Linked DNA regions of Mus musculus: region 2 is linked to region 1. Evidence: chromatin contacts called from public HiChIP or PLAC-seq data. All regions are on one chromosome and are shown on one strand. Each heading gives the region's core, a stretch centred on a gene start, on an enhancer-like site or on the middle of the called end of the contact. The rest is flanking DNA. Distances are from core to core; before and after follow the strand shown.

Evidence for each region. HiChIP or PLAC-seq counts read pairs in DNA pulled down with a chosen protein or histone mark.
Region 2: a contact with region 1 is called in an H3K4me3 HiChIP or PLAC-seq map of bone marrow-derived macrophages, with 4 times the contacts expected there. The contact joins the promoter of Nsd2 here to the promoter of Prr14l in region 1. A contact is called at or near these places in 2 of 39 promoter capture datasets (liver and pre-B cells) and 1 of 115 datasets of contacts at active chromatin or transcription factors (bone marrow-derived macrophages).

What each region holds. Positions count from the first base shown.
Region 1 is chr5:32,850,800-32,857,603 of GRCm38.p6, forward strand. Prr14l (proline rich 14-like) reads right to left here and starts at 3,431. Exons shown (of 11, transcript NM_194340.2): 1 at 3,294-3,431; 2 at 1,083-1,199.
Region 2 is chr5:33,840,633-33,847,194 of GRCm38.p6, forward strand. It overlaps Nsd2 (nuclear receptor binding SET domain protein 2), which reads left to right and starts at 2,480. Exons shown (of 21, transcript NM_175231.2): 1 at 2,480-3,105; 2 at 5,473-5,635. The coding sequence starts at 2,509.

The sequences.
Region 1 (6,804 bases), core at 2,181-4,680:
ATGTGTATAAATATGTATTATATTATTTTGGAAATGGATTTATTTTAGACGTTATAAAATAAGTGACATTTGTACAAAATATGAAGTAAAATTATTCTACTAAAAGATGATGTTCATAAAACAAGCCTGCCACCCCTATACCAGGGAAACACAAATTTCTAGACCAGTTGGGGCTACACAGTCTAATAACAGGTTATACAGGGAGACCCTGTCTCAAAACAAACCAAGTTTGTTTAAAATAAAACAAAACAAAACAAAAGGGAGGGTGAAGAAAAGGAGGAGGAAGAGAGAATATTTTTGAGCTGAGACTAAACTGACCTCCCACCTGTGTCAAATGCAAAGCTCTGTAGGGAGTTATTCAACCTTCTGGTGTCCAAGGCAAGAGCCAGTGTCCCTCCCTACTCTGACTCCATTCACTAGCTACAGGATCTCAAAGTCTTCAGTTTAAATGAACTTTCCTGGGCCTATTCTTTTCATGCAAAATGACCAAGCTAAAGTAATCCTGAGAAAACCCCAGGATGGAAAGGACAACCTCCCTCTTTTCCTTTCTGCTTCAGTATATAGAACAGACAGGTGTCAACCAGGGTACAGGGCTCAAGCTAACTCAAGCTAATGCCTTCCTTTAATAGGTGCTCAGGGGCACTTACGGCAATTTAGGAATACTATAGACACAAAGGTTTTCTTCAGCGTGTCTTTGGGTAATTGAACTCCTACCCTACCAAAAAATCAAAAACCTGACTAAAGCCAGTAAAGGTGGACCGTCACAACCCCCCACGTCATTAGAATGAATGTATTTTACCACGCTGCCCCAAATCCACAATGCCAACATGTCTCATCATTCAGCGTTTCCGCAAAACAATAGTTTTGGAAGCAAAACTTGATAGCAGTAAAGCAAGAAGAAAAAAGAAAAAAGGGAAAAACAAACAAAGAAAGCAGATCAGAAAAACTCCATGCCCCAATAATCCCTCCTCTTGAACTGGAATGTACAGACCCTGTTAACAACAGTGAGCACTGCCATGCTTGTGTCAAGAAACAAGACTCACAAGAATGATCACGCCCTGAGTTCACAGCACTCCTCTCACCTTGAGAAAAGGGCTTTCTTTTCCAAAGATTCAGATCCTGCAGCCAGCCCCTCCATAAGGGACATTCAGACACTGTATCCAATTCTTCCATGAGGGAATTTGGAGAAGAGGCCTCCTCTTGAGGGACAGAAAAAGAAGAATCTTTTACTAGGCCCTCCCTAGACCAGGAGTGGTGGCTCACACCAGTGGTTCTAACACTCAGGAAGAGGCCAACGCGAGAAGGCTGTGGAGGACAGACTGAGATACACAGTGAGTGTTAGGCCAGCTAGGGCTACATAGCTAGATCCTGTCTCAAAGGAAAAACAAACCACTAATCAAGATCTCAACACAAACTGAAAGCAAGACCAGGAAGAATATCATCACACGGGACCCAGCTCTTAGATGGGAAGTGTGTGTGCAGGGAATCTCTTAAGGCATCAAGGCTGTTTTCCTTTCCCTTTTTATTAACATGCAGAAAAAGCAATCCATCTCTCAACAGAGGCTTAAACTGAAAACGCTCTTGACGTCTACTGACAAAAGACACCACATATGAAAGACGTTCATGTATTTATCCAAGGGGGAGGGGTAGGAAGCCATCTACAACGCTTTACATACTGGAAAAGGACAGTCTTTTACTTTGGAGAGCTGGAGGCTGAAGAGGATGTGTAGATAAGGGGAAGGTTTGTTTTTTTGTTTTTTTTTTTTTGTTTTGTTTTTTTTTTTTTGCCAACAAAAGCAACTGAAGAGAGAGGAGATCTAGACAGATTTGGTGGACAAAGAACGTCTGGCTTCTGGCACCACGTTTCCTTCCCTCTTAAGACTCTTAATGAAGAGATGGAGGCAGGAAGATCAGAGGCTTGGCTACATAGCAAATCTGAAGCCAGCACAGCCTACATGAGAGCTTGTCTCAAAACAAAACATAAAGTGGCACATGGTGGTGCATGCCTGAACTAGGAGTGTCCTATAAAGTGAGAAAAGATTGGGGCAGAGGCAGGCGGATTTCTGAGTTCCAGGCCAGCCTGGTCTACAAAGTGAGTTCCAGGACAGCCAGGGCTACAGAGAAACCCTGTCTCAAAAAAAAAAAAAAAAAAAAAGATTATTGGGGGGACTAGAGGCTAGCCTTGACTACCTACCTAGTTTGAGCCCGAGCTATAAAAAAAAAATCCCTCAAATCAAAATAATAAACAGGTAAAGTGCTAACATGTTTCCAAAACTTACTATTTCTTTCCCTGATTTTCACCAAGGCTCTCTGTTAACTTAGGGAGTAGAGTACAGCAAGATCCAAAGTGAGAGGAAGAATACTGTATCTTAGGAGCAGGGAAAGCCTTTCTGGTGGAAAGAGGGTTGCAATTTGTGATGGAGGATACATTCATGCCAATAACAGTTTCTCTGAGGACATGACTTTTCTTTCTTAATATATCAATACTAACAACTGACCAAACGTTCACTGTGCACCAAGCATTTTCCACAAAAGTTCCCTTGAGCCCTCATGACAATTCAGAGAAAAAAAAGTACCCAGGTTAAGGATGGGCTGCAACTGACAGGGGATGAGGCAAGGTCATGAGGATGTTAAGTGGGAGATACAAACTTGCAAATATCACACTCCAAAAGAGGAGCAGCAGCTCAATCAATACTAAGAGACTTAATAAAAACACAAAAACCAAAGCTCCCTTGGTGGACATGACTGGGGGAAGGGGAGAAAAGCTGACTTACGATATCATAAATTCAGGGCCTCCCTCTATCTTGGGGTGAAAGTGAAAAATAAAGGATCGAGAGATCTGTTTCTTGCAGATAGGATACCTCTGTCACTTTTGGGAAAGTTGAGAACCTCCTTCACTTGGAAGACGCTGACCAAAGTGGGGGTCGCTCTTTTGAATAAAGAATTCCCCTTGGCACCATAAACGGGTCTCCCTTCGCTGACAAATCGACCAGAGCCGAGGAAAGGCGTATACCAACAAGGGGCGTCGTCCTCTCCAAGGAGAGAGAAGTTGGGGGTCCCCTGCAGATGAAGGTTGAATGGGAGCCTCCTTCCCCTGGAACCAGGACTCCGAGAAGCTGTTTTCTCCCAGGGACGTAGAGCCTGATCTCCTGGATGTCTGTGGGTGTTTGTCACTAACAGCACTGCTTCGGTGCCCTTCGGCTCCCTGAAAGGCTGGGGGCCCGGACCCCCTTTAGTCAGCACCGTCCGGCGGAGGACCCCCAGGCGGTCGTGGGACTGCCCAGGCCTCTTACCCTGTGGCCTCCTCCACGGCTCGTGCTCATCCCTCCACTTTGGCGTCGGCTGCCTCCGTCCCTGCTGTCCCCGCCGCCGCCAACTCTACCAGATCTTCGGGAGCCGAGGCCCGAGGGCGCTCCAGCTTCCACCGCTTCCACAGTGCCCTCCCCCCCCACCTACCGCACTTCCTCATCCGGGGCCAAAGCCAGCCATGCGGACGGGTCTCGATCCCGCCCCCGCACGGCGCGCGCGCAATCCGGAGGGCGGCTCTTCCCGGCTGGTACCTCCACCCTCCGCTAGCTCCAGACACGCTCAGCCCCGCCCCCACCGCGTTGACTCTTAAAGAGAAACACATCGTTCTACCCAGTTCCTGTCTCAGACTGTTACCAGTGCTATGGTCCATATCTCTGAGGTGGACAGATGCCACTCTAGGGCCCTGTCTGCTTCCATCCTGGCAGATTGTGGGACCTTCTAATAACTATAATCAAAGGTTTAGGTCACACCATCCTCCTATTGCTTCTAATCACACTGAAATTCAAAAGATAACCCAGGAAAGTATTTGATTACACTTTGATTTTGTTTCATTGCCTCTCTAGCATTGAAGGTACCTCATTTTATCTGTGTTGCCTGTTTCTTTCCATCCTTGTCTGTTTTCTTTAGGACTCTATATTCATAGCACCTAAAGAAGTGTCTGGAAGAAATTACAATGGACCTGGCATTCCTTTAATCCCAGCACTTGGGAGGCAAAGGCAGGCGGATTTTTGAGTTCAAGGCCAGCCTGGTCTACAAAGAAAATTGAAATTACCTTTTCTTTGATTAGGATCTGCAGAGGAAACCAAGGCTTGGCTGCACGCTCCTTTAACCCCAAAAAGGCAGAAGACAGCCTGGTTTACATAGGATTTGATTTGAGTCAGGATCTTACTTTTTAGCTCAGGCAAGTCTGAAACTTGCTATGTGTGCCAGTCTAGCCTCAACTCTTGACCTTCCTGCCTTGACCTTTTGGATAAAGGGAAAATAGGCATGTGCGACCATGCTTGGCTTATTCGTTTTCTTAAGTCACATGAAAGTATTATTCATCTTACTAAATTTTTATTTTTATCCTTTTATCTCCTCTCTCTCTCTCTCTCTCTCTCTCTCTCTCTCTCGATAGGAAATATTGCAATAGGGTTCTCCCTATGTAGTCCAGGCTGACTTGGAACTCACTATTTAGATGTGGCTCGCCATCTTTTTTCTTTTTTTTTTCTTTTTTTTTTTTAAGTAGCCTCTTAAAATCTATCAACTTTTTGTTTGGTTATTTTTAGTTTTGAAGATAGTTTCTCTTTGTAGCCCTGGCTGTACTGAAACTTGCTCTGTAGATGAGGCTGGTCTCACACTCAAGAGATCTGCCTGCCTCTGCCTCCCAAGTGCTGGGATTAGAAATATGTGCCCTAGGGCTGGTGAGATGGCTCAGTGGGTAAGAGCACCCGACTGCTCTTCCAAAGGTCCAGAGTTCAAATCCCAGCAACCACATGGTGGCTCACAACCATCCGTGACAGGATCTGACTCCCTCTTCTGGTGTGTCTGAAGACAGCTACAGTGTACTAACATATAATAATAAAATAAATCTTTAAAAAAAAAAAAGAAATATGTGCCCTACCACCTGGCTTTTTTCTTTAAAACATACCCCCCCCACACTTTTTTTTTTTTTTAACAATCTCTCACTCAGACTGGCCGCAAACTCTTCCAGTGATGGGATTATATATACCACCATGGGAACTTTTGCTTATCATGCAATGGGAGACCCCTTGGCCCATTCCCAAATCCTCTACTGTTTTACAATGCTTTTGCTTTCAAAATAAAACAAAACAAATATATTTTTATATATTTTTTGGAAAATACTGGAAACCTATAGCTTGTTTAGTTAAAGCTGGGGAAAAACTAAAAAAGGTTCTGTGATGCCAGACTTGGTGGCGCACACCTTTAATCCCAGCACTCAGATGGCAGAGGCAGGCAGATTTCTGAGTTGGAGGCAGCCTGATCTACAAAGTGAGTTCCAGGACAGCCAGGGCTATACAGAGATACCCTGCCTCGAAAAAAACCAAAAAACCAAACAAACAAACAAAAAAAGGTTCTGTGATTAACTAGAGGCATTAATGATTCAGTGGTCTTCATGATTAGAAGACACACAGCAGGGTTGGAGAGATGGGTCAGCGGTTAAGAGCACTGACTGAACCAGGTGTAGTGGTGTACACTGTTAATCCCAGCACTCGGGAGGCAGAGACAGGCAGATTTCTGAGTTGGAGATCAGCCTGGTCTACAAAGTGAGTTCCAGGAGAGCCAGGGATGCACAGAGAAACCGTCTCGAAACCCTCCCCCCCCCCCGGAAAAAAAAAAAGAGCACTGACTGTTCTCCCGAAGGTCCTGAGTTCAAGTCTCAGCAACCACATGGTGGCTCACAACTACCAGTAATGAGATCTGATGACCTCTTGTGGTGCATCTGAAGACAGCTACAGTGTACTTACATATAATAAATAAATAAATCTTAAAAAAAAAAAAAGAAGACAACACAGCAGTGTTATGACCTGAAACCCTATCTCTAGTTATAAAATACTTACAGAATGAAGCAGGAGGTTGGTAGGATGACACAGCTCAAAAACAGGGCTGAAGTTTGATTGGGACAGAGAGTTTGCCCAGTATGTGTGAGGCCTGGGTCCCATCCCCAGCCTTAGCTGTCAGAGAAAGAAAGAAATGGAGAAGAGGCAAGTGCACTGGGCATGGTGGTTTGCTCCTATAAGCCCAGAACTTGGAGGGAAGCAGAGGTAGAAGGATTGTCATGAATTCAATGCCAGTCTGGTTACAGAGTGGAACTGTAATTCACCAAACTCTTCTTAAAGAGAAAGATGTCCCAACAAATAGGAACATTGGGACACTCTAGGTTTAGCATAATCAATGGCCTGGATAAGGTTGGGATCCCAGGGTTCCCCAGGCTAGCTAGTAGCCCTTAAGCTTTGGTAAGGTCCACAATTAGTAGTAGGGGTGGGACTACAGATGCATCACATCACATGGCTTCCTGTGATGAAAGTCTCAGGTTCTCAGGCTACCCACTTCACTGTCATCCCTGCAGGGTAGCTTATTTTACATTACAATTTTTTTTGGGGGTGGGGGGGTTGAGACAGGGTTTCTCTGTATAGCTCTGGCTGTCCTGGAGCTCACTTTGTAGACCAGGCTGGCCTCAAACTCAGAAATCCGCCTGCCTCTGCCTCCGAGTGCTGGGATTAAAGGCGTGCGCCACCACGCCCGGTTTACATTACAATTTTAAAGTAGCATTAAAACCATAGCTATTGTCACTGATTATTGGAGGGACATAGAAAGCTGGGGTTGTTTTCAGTGGTAGAGTTTGATTAGCCTGTACTGGTTTAGTTTTCAATCCCCATTTCCGGGGAAGAGCACTGGCCCCCAGGATTCAATTATCAGAATTGAATATCAACAACAACCAAAGGATCACAGAAACCTAGGAATATCTTAGGGTTTGGGTTGGTAGAGACCTGC
Region 2 (6,562 bases), core at 1,230-3,729, 990 kb after region 1:
GTCCTCTGGAAGAACAGTCAGTCAGTGCACTTGCATTTAACCTCTGAACCATCTCTTCAGCTCCAGGCATTGGTTTCTGCTAAGTCACAATCTGTATTACTTTTCTGTATTTAAATGGATACTTTAAAGTTTTGTTGCTGTAGATTGAATCTAGAACCTTGTACATGTTAGACAAATACCCTACTAGTGAGCTATATCCGCCAACCTTTGATTTATCTATTTATTATTTTTTTAAAAGATATTTTACATTTACTATGTGTTTGGGTTGGTGCATGTGAATGCAGGTTCCCCTAGAGGCTAGAGATATCAGATCTTCCCAAATCAGATCTTTCTGGAGCTGTAATTATAAATTGTGAACTGCTCAGTGTGTGTGTTAGGAACTGAGTTTTGGGTCCTCTGGAAGAACAGCACACATTTTTTTTTTTAATTTTGAAAAAGATTTGTTTTACTTTCTGTGTATGTGTGTTTTGCCTCCGTGTATGTTTTGTAGCACATGTGTGCCTGTTTTAACAGAGGTTAGAAGAGAGCGTGTAGGATCCCTAGGAACTGGATTTCCAGGTGGTTGTGAACCAGTGTGTGGGTGCTGGGAATTGAACCTGGGTCCTCTGGAAGAGTAGCTAGTGCTCTTAACAGCTGAGCTGTCTCTGGCCCCCAATAATATTCATACCTACTGAGCCATCTCTCCAGCCTAAGCTCTTATTGTTTAAAAGGCACTCTCTGTGTAACTTAGGATGGCCTTGAACTTAATGTAGTCTGGACTTGAGTCTGATAAGTGACATTTATTTACTTATGTGTTTATTTTTAGATTTTTGGTATGAGTTCCTTGTATTTTTGTCATGCTTGGGATTTGCTAAACTGACTGTTAGTTTGTTTCACTAAATTGGGAAATCCCCTCCCCCCAAGTTTTTTTTTTTTTTTCCTTCTTCATCCTCTCTTTACGTTCTGGGTGGGAATACAGACTTCATTTTGTTCCTCAGCATGGTGAAACTATATTCTCACCTCAAAATTTTCCCCTGTTTTAAAAGTTGGAATATTTTAAATCTAGTTTCAATTTTTTTGACTCTTCTCAAATGTGCCTTAAATTTGTTTTTGAGAGAGGGTCTCTCTTTGTAGTTCAGACAGACCTTGAATCTCCATCGACTGGGGAGATTGCTCAGTGGTTAATGGTGAGCATTGTTTGTCTAGAGTACCGGAGTTTGTTTGAGTTCCAGGGGATATGACACCTTCTGACCTCTGCAAATACACAACACACACACAGACATATACATGAGTAATATAATAAAATATTATAAAAAAATGAGAATATCTGTAGACCAGGCTGGCCTTGAACTCAGAGAGATCATCCTGCCTCTGACTCCTAAATGCTGAGACTAAAGGCATGCACCGCCACAGCTGGCTTCTGGTGTGCCATTAAGACAGTCTCTTAAGGGGTTGGAGAGATTGCTCAGTGGTTAAGGACTTGCTCCTCTTGCAGAGTACCTTGGTTGCGATTTAACATTCACAACGATCGTTAATTTCAATTCTGTGAGATCCAGTGCCCTTTTCTGATCTTCATGGGTGCTGGACACTCCTACATGCGCACGCGTGCGCGCGCACACCCCCCCCCACACACACACAGGTGCACATAAATCATATATTTAAAAAAGACTACCCATTGACATTTTTACTTTTAGACAGCATTTCTTAGTTATAGATTTCCTACTCCCTTTCATTTCCCCTAATACTTGGGATCGAACCAGGGCTGGTGTATATATGCCATCAGCCTACTACTGAACACATCCCTAACTCACTGTACTTTTTTTCTTTGAGTTAGACTGTCACTAAGTTATCTGGGAGTGTTTTGAATTTACTCTGGCCCAGAAAGGCCCCAGACAGGTGACTTCCTACCTTAATTTGGTATGGCAACATATAGACTTTTTAATAATAACTGCTTCTCTGTCATAATTTTTAATTATTTTAATTTTTAAAAATGTGTATGGGTATTTTGCCTGTGTATTTATACACCACAAGTGTGCCTAGTGTCTGTGGAGGCCAGATGGGGGAGTGTTAGACTCTTACAACTTGAGTTGCAGGTGGTTGTGAGCCACCGTTTAGTTGCAGGGAACTGAAACTGGGTCCTCTGCAAAACACGGTAAGTGTTCTTAGCACTGAGCCGCCACTTTAGCCCACAGGTTAAACTCTTAAGTCAGGCATCCTGCCATGTTGGTTGGTGGTGATATACCTGTCCCGACTACTTTCCCTTTTACAAATGATTCCTTGTCTTTTCAGCTGTATTATTTTGTGATATTAAAATTACTTTGTACAGACTAAATTATTGTATAAAACATTGTAAATTGTCTCAAAAGACAACACTGAATAAAACTCAACATCTTCAGAACTAGAGATACTGACATACCTATACTAGGTATAAAATGTAATATGTTGCCTTTTTTCTTCCTTTTATTTATTTTTTATTTTTATTTATTTTTTAATGCTGTAGTGTTCTAAGAACCAAAGGATCTAGGCTGGATGGAATTTAGCATCAGAAAAAGTCCTCTTTCTGTTCAGAAAGTTGTAAAGTGCATGAAGATGAAGCAGACACCAGAAATCCTTGGCAGTGCAAATGGAAAGACTCAGAACTGTGAAGTGAATCATGAATGTTCTGTATTCCTCAGCAAAGCTCAACTTTCTAACAGCCTACAGGAGGGGGTCATGCAGAAATTTAATGGCCATGATGCGCTCCCCTTTCTTCCAGCAGAGAAGTTGAAAGATCTTACTTCTTGTGTTTTTAATGGAGAACCTGGTGCTCATGATACTAAATTGTGTTTTGAGGCCCAGGAAGTAAAAGGAATTGGGACACCACCCAATACTACACCTATCAAAAATGGCTCTCCAGAAATTAAACTGAAAATCACCAAAACATACATGAATGGGAAACCTCTCTTTGAATCTTCAATTTGTGGTGACGGTGCTGCTGATGTGTCTCAGTCAGAAGAAAACGAACAAAAATCTGATAATAAGACTAGGAGGAACAGGAAGAGGAGCATAAAATATGACTCTTTACTGGAGCAGGGCCTTGTGGAAGCAGCTTTAGTGTCCAAGATCTCAAGTCCTGCAGATAAAAAGGTATTTGTGAAGGATTCTGTTGGATTATATGACAATTAATGGTGTGCATGAGACCTATGTAGAATACATAAATGTTTGACAGTAGGTGGAAGGGATGGGAAACAACCCTGATGGTGGCAGTTGCCGTCTTGCCTTGGTCCTGTGCAGGTGATACTGATTAAGGCTTGGCTCCTGGTTGGTTGTTGGGCTTCCAAATATCTGGACATTAAGTACCACAGCCACAAGTTGTGCCACTTGAGAAGGCTAGTGAGGTTAACCATTCAGGATTAAAGTGGCTAAGAAGGCTTTGATCCCAGCACTCAAGAGACAGAGGTAGGCAGACCTCTGAGTACAAAGCCAGTCAGGGTTGCCAATAAGACTGTCTAAAAACAACAAGAATAATAATTTCTGAATGTAGGTCTGTCAGTTTTCATGACCTTATTAGGTCTACTGTTTTTATGGGTTCCATCTCTCAGGTATTTTTAGGCTAACTGCTCAGTGGAGATATATTAATTTCACAACTACAATATTAAAGTAAACTAATATTACTAACTAAGTCTGTGCCATCTAGTGAATAATGGAACAGAGCTATGCTATGGAGAAGCACTGCTGTCATGCTTTCTACATGTGCCACTGTCTACTCAGTGGTCTTTTTAGCCTCCTGGACAGTCAGACTATGTCACACACCTTCCTGTTTTGGGGTTTTAGTGTAAGCCTAGCGCTTTGTATATAAGCAGGCATGTGCTGATTCATTCATCAAAGGCTGAGAAAGAAAAGCCCTCACTTTAGGTTATCATTCTGTTAGATAGTTTATGTCATCAGTGTCATAAAAGTGACATGCAGGATGATCCTTACATTTTAGTGAGTATAGATCATGTAAAACAGCTAAGTGACCTTGCTCTTGCTGGAAGGAAATAGGGCGCCAGGCAGACCCCTGCTGGCTCATTCTGAGTACTAGGTGTTGTGATCTTTAGCTGCAGCTGGAGGTTTACTGAGAAAACTCAAGACAGGTAAGTTGAAATTCAAAGGATTGTTGGCATTGTGAAAGTTGGAGTATTTGGTTTAATATTGTAGTTGTGAGATTTTGTTTAGAATTACTACAAAGAACAGTTGGAATTTCCTTGAAATCCTTAAAACCATGAAGTACTTTTAGGGTTTAAAAGTAGTGGTTTTGAGGAGCTATTTCATTCTTGCTAATGGAATTCCAAAGGTAAATCTTTGTTTTTCCTTTTTTGATGGGGAGTGGGATATGGTTTCACTATGTGGCCCTGACTTGGAACTCATAGATATCTGCCTGTCTCTGCTTCATAAATGCTAGGATTTGGGATTAAAAGTTTGCACCACCATAGCTGCCCAAAGGTAAATATTTTAAAAGACCAGCATAATCACCTGGGCTGATTTAGAGGTTTGTGGGCATGTCTGTAGATGTAGTGAACCTTAATGCTTTCAGAGTTTTTTGGAGAAGCCTGATCATGATTATCACAGACTGGACTTCTTCCTCATTAGTGTAGCGGTAGAGATACCCAATCTAGTGGTAGTCCCGCTGTAGATCTGTTCACTCTAGGAGCACAGTATGTATGTATTTGGTAGTGTAGAGGCAGGTCCACCGCTACAATACCATTTGCCACTTGATTTGATTAAAATTGCTCTCTACTGAACACAGTGAAGGAATACTGAAATGCTGTGCAGCCATTTGAGCTAACATCTCTTGAAAGTATAATATGAATCTTAGTAGTCAACACTGCTGTGCTTACAAATCTGTGGCACCCAGTGAGATTTGTGGGTAATTATGCAACAAGAGGAGGAATTGCCCTAAGAGAGGATGTTCAATTTGTCCATGTTTCAGAGATGGAGAAACTGAGCTTAAGAGAGCTTTGAGCACTTACAGCACATGCTCACGCATAGGTGCAAACACTTGTTTCTACACTAATGGTAGGGCTAGGGCCTCTGCTTATGCATAGGAGGTCAATATGTTGACTGAGGTGTATGTTCTCAAAGACTATCAGATAATGTATGTGGCCAGGGTAGGGGGCAAAATGTTTTGAGGGTTCTGTGAATAAAGCACCAACTTAGTAATATTGAGAACTTGTTATTTGTCAGGACTTATGATAATGCTTTAGGTGAGAATGAGAGAAGCAATTGTGAGAAGCGATTGATATTGAAGGTGAAATCTAAAATACGAAAGGGAAACATTCTCTGAAGATCAGGCCCTTAAACATGAAGACAAGTGCTCTTCCAGTGAATTATACCCCAGTCCTCTCCTACGTTTTGAACCCTTAGACTTTTTATTTTAAATTTCTGATTAATACTTGTTCTTTTATAGATAGAAGATTGAATTTAAGGGTAATTACTGAATGTTAATATTTATCTTTTGTTGTTCACTTATAGATTCCAGTTAAGAAGGAGTCCTGTCCAAATACTGGCAGAGACAGAGACCTCTTGTTAAAATACAACGTTGGTGATTTGGTGTGGTCCAAAGTGTCAGGTTACCCTTGGTGGCCTTGCATGGTTTCTGCTGACCCACTCCTTCACAATCATACCAAACTTAAAGGTACTAAATTTGGACTCTTTTTTTCAATCTTCCTCTTCTGCACCAAACCTTTCTAATTTGTTTGTTTCTTTCCCATGCTTTGCTAAGTGGTCTTACTAGCTACTTTTACAGCTTTGCTTAAGGTGTGTGATTGGTTCAGATATGACATATCCATTTCCGAAATACAGGGTTTATCTGATTGGGCTGGTACTAACAGGTGAATAACTTTTAAGAATAGTTTTTTAGATTTATTTATGTTTTATGTGTGTTTTTCCTGCATGCATGTACATCAACCACATGCATACCTAGTGCCTGTGGAGGTCAGAAGAGGTGGAATTGTATCCTTTTAAACTGGAATTACATATGGTTGTAAGCTACCATGTGGGTACTAAGAACTGAACCTGGGTCCTCTGTAAGAACAAGTGCTCTAAACCACTGAGCCATCTCTCTAGCTGGGGAAACACTCTTTACCTTGTATTTGCCTCAAGTTTTATGACAAAAATTATTACTTAAATATTAACTTTGAATTATAAAAAATCTCCATTTATTTCATTAGGCTTGGGAAGCAGGGAGAAAACTAGAAAATGATAATCTGATTTAGAAAACTTGAATAAATTGGCTCATGAAACAGCTAAAGAACATTTAAAATGTATTATTGATACAAAGCAAATAGTTAAAAATAAGAGAGAATTTAATAAGTATGTAAATTATATAAGAACAACCTACAGAAAGTGATTTGGGAGGAAAAGTAACAAAGGACCATGTGTGTGTGTGTGTGTATGTATGTGTGTGTGTGTGTGTATGTGTGTATATGTATGTGTGTGTGTATGTGTGTGTGTATGTATGTGTGTGTGTATGTATGTGTGTGTGTGTGTATGTGTGTGTGTGTATGTATGTGTGTGTGTGTGTGTATGTATGTATGTGTATGTGTGTGTGTATGTGTGTGTG